Regions from separate parts of the Hordeum vulgare genome. Here region 2 is linked to region 1. Evidence: chromatin contacts called from public Hi-C data. All regions are on one chromosome and are shown on one strand. Each heading gives the region's core, a stretch centred on a gene start, on an enhancer-like site or on the middle of the called end of the contact. The rest is flanking DNA. Distances are from core to core; before and after follow the strand shown. Region 1 holds the start of LOC123425956. Region 2 has its middle 340 kb from the start of LOC123429973.

The links. A called contact is a pair of places that touch in the nucleus more often than the background predicts.
Region 2: a Hi-C map of leaf shows a contact between it and region 1, with 4 times the contacts expected there. The contact joins the enhancer-like site here to the promoter of LOC123425956 in region 1. A contact is called at or near these places in 3 of 6 Hi-C or Micro-C datasets (leaf and seedling) and 1 of 1 datasets of contacts at active chromatin or transcription factors (embryo).

The regions. Positions count from the first base shown.
Region 1 is chr2H:233,411,601-233,414,300 of MorexV3_pseudomolecules_assembly, reverse strand. LOC123425956 reads left to right here and starts at 1,441. Exons shown (of 8, transcript XM_045109733.1): 1 at 1,441-1,844. The coding sequence starts at 1,761.
Region 2 is chr2H:234,183,115-234,185,814 of MorexV3_pseudomolecules_assembly, reverse strand. No RefSeq gene overlaps it. Among protein-coding and RNA genes, the nearest start is that of LOC123429973, 340 kb to the left of the region's middle. Within about 2 kb of position 1,269, at least 2 of the 3 cell types and tissues checked have open chromatin away from gene starts, as enhancers often do. A contact at or near this core is called in leaf, where this site is marked.

The sequences.
Region 1 (2,700 bases), core at 192-2,691:
CTCAGAGCCGGCGGTCGCGGGCGACATCCGTGTAGGTGATGTCGGCTGTCCAGGACGGAGAGACGCGCAACACCGCGTCGCGGTCGGGGCGTACGAAGCTCGCGTTCACCTGCTGGCTTCCGCGTGTGGCTACGACCTGAAGAGGATAGTGGTGGAGGTTAAGCTTGGCGTCCATGACGAGTGAGGAATGCTGGTGCAGGAGGGGTGGCCTGGGGTCGTCGCAGGCGAGCTCGAGCTCGCGTGGCCGGTAATGCCCACAACGTGTTTGTTGTAACGACATGCACGATAAAAAAAGAAAGAAAAAAAACAATCTACTGGGAAGACGGCTGGACAAATTCAAACCTCCATACCAAATATTTTGCCGGGCCAACGAGGCTGAAAAAATGCCTCCCGGCGACGCAACGGCTGGAGATTCTCTGAGGAGAGGAGAGGAGGGGTCGAAGTCGAAGTCGGAAGGCACGCGCAGCCTGTCTGCAATTGCAAAGCAAGCACATTCTGCGCGAAAGGAACGTGTAGCGCGACGCATGCACCACCTAACCAAAACCAAACCAACACCAGCACCGCCGCGGGCGGAGCAGGGACGATGACTCGGGCGCACGTCACATGGCACATGTCAAGATCGATCCAGAGGCAACCACCCGGCCCGAAACGGGAAAGGCCAGATTTCGCCGTGCAATCGCGCCGAAACCTCGCTCGCGCTAACGCCGTGACGGCACCTCCCCCCCTCCCGGGTCCTCCGCCTAAGTATAGGATAGCGAGCAGCAAACGCTCCCTCTCTCTCCCTCTCCCCACCATTCTGCTCTGCTCTGTGGCTCTCTGGCTATCTGCTCCCATGCGCAACGGCTCATTCCAATCTCCTTGCCGCCCGGCCGCAGAAAATAGCATAGCGAAACCGCAATCGCAGGATCGCAGGAACCGTGGAGGCGGGAGCTTCTCTTCTTCTTCTCTCCTTATATTTGCCACCGCACACGCGTCCTCCCGCCACCACTGCCCATTCTTAGCTTGCCCCGACCCTTCTCCCCATGGCCTCTTCCCTGGCCGCCATGCCCAGCGACTCCGCACCATGGAGGGACACCTCCACCTCCACCTCCACCTCCAGGCACAGGCGCTTCTTCAACGTCAACGTCCTCATACCGCCGCCGCGCCACTCCTTCTCCGACGCCGCCGCGCCCGCCGAGCCCACGCCCAGGCGCAGGCGGGTTATATTGGAGCGCTGGGCCGCCGCTGCCGCCGCAGCAACGGCCTCCGAGCCGCCGCCCCCCGTCGATGCGCGCCGCCGCGACAGGGAGGCCGAGCTGTCCGCGCTCGCCTCGGCCACGCGCCCCGTCGCCGCACGCGCCGCCGTCTTCCGCGCGCCCTCGCCGGCGCCGTCCGACGCCTCCTCCACGGCCACCGCCGGCCCGGAGCTGCCGCCGTCAGGCCCGCGGGCGTCGTCGCTCATCCAGCGCTGGCGCGAGATCGAGGCCGTGGGGCCCGTCACGCCCCGCGCCTCCGGCGACGTCACCTCTGAATCCGATGGCTCGCCACGCGGCCGCGTTGGGTGCATCGTCAAGAAGCTCAGCGGGGCTGCCTCGCTGCCGGAGGAGGACCTGGACGCCGTCAACAACGAACTCGCGCTCTCACAGTCCGCGCCGCCGTCGCCGGGCCCGCTGCGCAATGCAGTCGAGTCGCTCGCCGTTCATATCAAGGGCACTCGCCCGCCCAAGCTGGTGGTCAGGACGGTACGCGGGCGGCGCGCGGTGGAGGAGCTTGTCGCTCGGATGGCCCATCGCCGCAGGCGAGAGCTCGCCGCGCTCGCGGAGCGACACGCCGTTACTCGGTTCGGCCATAAGGGCAGGATCCAGGTAATTTCGATTTTTCCATCAAAAAAGCTCACGTTGCATAATGCATTATACTAGCATTAGACAAAATTACCTCTCTCTATCAACCATGAATTGAGGTTCTACTACTTTATATCCATTGATGATCAGTGACGCATTTTCTTATTGTTTTGGAAACATTATTTAAGACGACCCAAGAAGTGTGAGTTGTTGGTTTTAGACCCGCAAGGATGGGCCCGGAGAACTGTTTGGTAGATCGGTTTCCCAACTGGCATTGCTGATCAATGGCATGTGCAAACTCCATAATTATGCTTTATTCGGCTCCTTGCTTGGTATGCCACCGTAACCCAAAAATAGACGGAAATCATCTAAAAACTTGACAATTTTCATCTCATTTGTGACTCTGGTGAATAGTGGCAAAAGCTCAACCAAAAGATCCAATAATCTTGATCGGTGGAAACTCTAGTACCCTATAGCCGCTCATGGCCTTTGCAGATCTGTTTGTATGTCATTATGAATGAGAAAGGTTAACATACGTGGTGGTACTTTCAATGGCAGTAATATGCAACTAATTTGCTGGTGACAGTGGAGCAACGTTCAGTACAGTTTTTAGAACGGAGGCGCTTGCCGGCCTTAGAACGAAGCCCTTACGTTCAGTACAGTAGGATGGGAATTTCATTAAAAGACTGATTGAGGTTAGGGCTTGGTTCCCTAAAAAAGGGGGTTGTAGCTTGCACCCCTCAAAAGAAAAAAGAAAAAAAAAGGTTCTGGCTTCTCATATCTGATGGATGAGATGTCACAAGTGAATATCATTTCTGGTTCCAGAATCTGAAATCTTGTGGAGATTGTGAGTGCTGCATAGTTGTGGCCAAAAAGCCAA
Region 2 (2,700 bases), core at 20-2,519, 770 kb before region 1:
TGATAGTAGTAACACTAAGAGTGATAGCAGCAATTTTGGCAACGATAGTAACAGTAGCAATTGAGTGGTAGGTGTGACACCGGCAACAATTGTAGTAACTTAGCAAGATTCACTATATGTAAAGCATAGTCACGTGATTCGGTGATATATAAAGATTTCGATGGGTTTAACCGTATAAGAGTTACACACTAGGGAAACACAGAACTAGCTCCAATTCATCAATATTATGTTGGCATGTATTTCGTATATATTCATACGTGCTTGCGATAAGAACTTGCATAACTTCTTTTGTCCTGCCCTCCCATGGCAGTGGGATCCTATTGGAAAATAAGGTATATTAAGGTCCCCTTTCAATAGAGAACCGGAACAAAGCATTAACACAAGGTGAATACATGAACTCCTCAAACTACGACAATCCCCTAAAAGAATCCCAATTATTGTCGCCTTGAGGTATGCGGATGAAGACGCGTACTACGTAACTACCACTTTGTAACAGCCCAAGTGCAAGCCTTGCCACCTTTGTAATTTATACCATGTATGACCTTCCATGATGTTCCCTCATGTGTTGGGTTTAATAAAAGTTGCTTCATATCATTCATTTTCATCATGGCATCATGTCATCACTCCATAATTATTTGTTTGCATCATATGCTTGTTGTGCTATATTGTGTGTGAGTGTGTGATGTGGAAGCTTGTGTGCTTGGTAGCAAGAGCATTGTCTTGTGTGAAACCTCTCTCAGTTCTTTCAAAAGAACTATGCCTCAAACCCTTTTAATAGCAAAGCCAGATATGTGGTGATTTTACTTGCCCTTTTCCATGCAGAAAAATGTTCCATATCTACCTAATAATCTGTAAGGTATTTTAAAAAAGCTCTTGGCCATGTGTTGTTAGTTTTCCTTTTCTGTCTTTTCCTAAAACAACATTAGTGGTAAATAATAGGTGGGTTAATTATTTTCTCTAGAAATGCCCAAACTATTCTTATTAAATGGTACATAATTTTGGATGTTCAAACCAAATTTTATGTTTCTCTAATTCTTCTCCAATTATGCTCGAAATTTTAATTGGTTTGCTGTTTTATTAAAAGAGAAAAACTTGTTTTCGTGGTGAGAGAGAGAACTGTCTACCTGGGCCATCTTCCTCCCGCGGCGATCGAGCTAGCAGTGAAGCACAGCCCAACCAGCCTCTCGCATTCGCGTACGTCTTCAACCGTACGACAGCGCATCCAGAGGAGCCACGTCGGCACCCTCGTCGATTTGACGGCCGCAGATCGCCCTAGAGCCCTATAAAATGCGTCTGGTAGCTAGACCTAACCCTCCTCTCTCCATTCCTTCCTCCTCCGCCTTGTGCCGCCGCTCAGTTAAGTTACCCAAGCAAAGCTGTCGCCGTGCTCGCCATGCTCCGGTCGAGCGCGAGCTCGAGCTTAGGGTAACCTCCTCATTGCGTGTCGAGAGCACCAGTGCTGCGAGAAGGGATTCCTCGTTGCACCTCTTCTTCCTCGATGTCCGGGACTGCTCCAAGTGCAGATCAATGTCCCCCGAGCTTCTTCCTCCTCTACTTCACGAACCCGAAGATCCGTCGCGTCCTTTCGTCCCTCACGTCCCTCGCGTCACCCCAAAGCCCTCTCTGCCACCCCTCCTTATCCAGCCAGCCCTAGGTGAGCCGAGCCTCTCTTTTGACCTTCATCGCCCGCTATTTCGTCCCGATTGCATCATAGTGTTCATGTCAACTTTGCGCTCCCAGTGCTCTGGTAAAGGACACATTTTTTATGTGTGTGTTGTTGTGCGTCTCGTGCCCGTGCTCCCGTCTGCGCGTGTGTTGCTGCTGCACACCTCGCGCACGCATCGCACGCCTTGCCTCGCCTCGCCACGTTCTATTCGCGTGCCTGCTTCGCCTTGCTGCGCCATGGCCTGAGCCGAGCTCCTGCTCGAGCTCAAGACCTCCTCTGCCCGCTGCGCTGCCGGTCCCTAACCCCGAGAATGGACATGTCCGCCGTTTCTGCAGCCCCACTGGCATTCACCTTCTTCTATGGTCGTCGGAGTGGCCGCCGGCGACGTCGTTGACTTCTCTAGCGAAGGTAGAAGAAGCTAGCCCGCGCGGTTAGTTTATGTTAGCCCGTGCCCCTCTTAGACCAGATCCCTCTGTAGCCTAGTTAGTCGCCATCCCTCGCGCTCACAGGTACCAGCCGGGTACAAATCCCTCCGGGCGCCCTTTTTCCAATTAATCCATATCTTATTACAGTGGGCTCAGGGCCAACATGTCACCCCCTCTAGGTCTTGGTGTCTATGCCAGGTGGGCCCTTCTCTTTTAATATTTGTTTTGGTAATTTAATTCTCTCTTCTGAGTTTTGCCATTTTAGGAAGTGTCTAAATTCGGCCATGTCCAGATCTGGAAGTTGCCATTTAGGGATATGCCCCATCTCGCATATACTAAGATATAAGTGACTATTGCAATTTTTGAATGCCAATTATGTGTGTTTTCTCCACAGTAACATATCAGTGTGATATATGACTTTGGGGTAGAAAAATCCAGGGAATCCATTAATGGCATTAATTTTATCATTTGTGCAACTTTGCGATAAAGTAATTTTGAGATAAGATGCCATTTGGTGATTTTCATATGATTTATTCCTTGCACTTATTGAAAAACTTGTCAACATGAATGTGGTAGTGTTTTGAGGGTACTAGGCCCTCGTAATTTTCC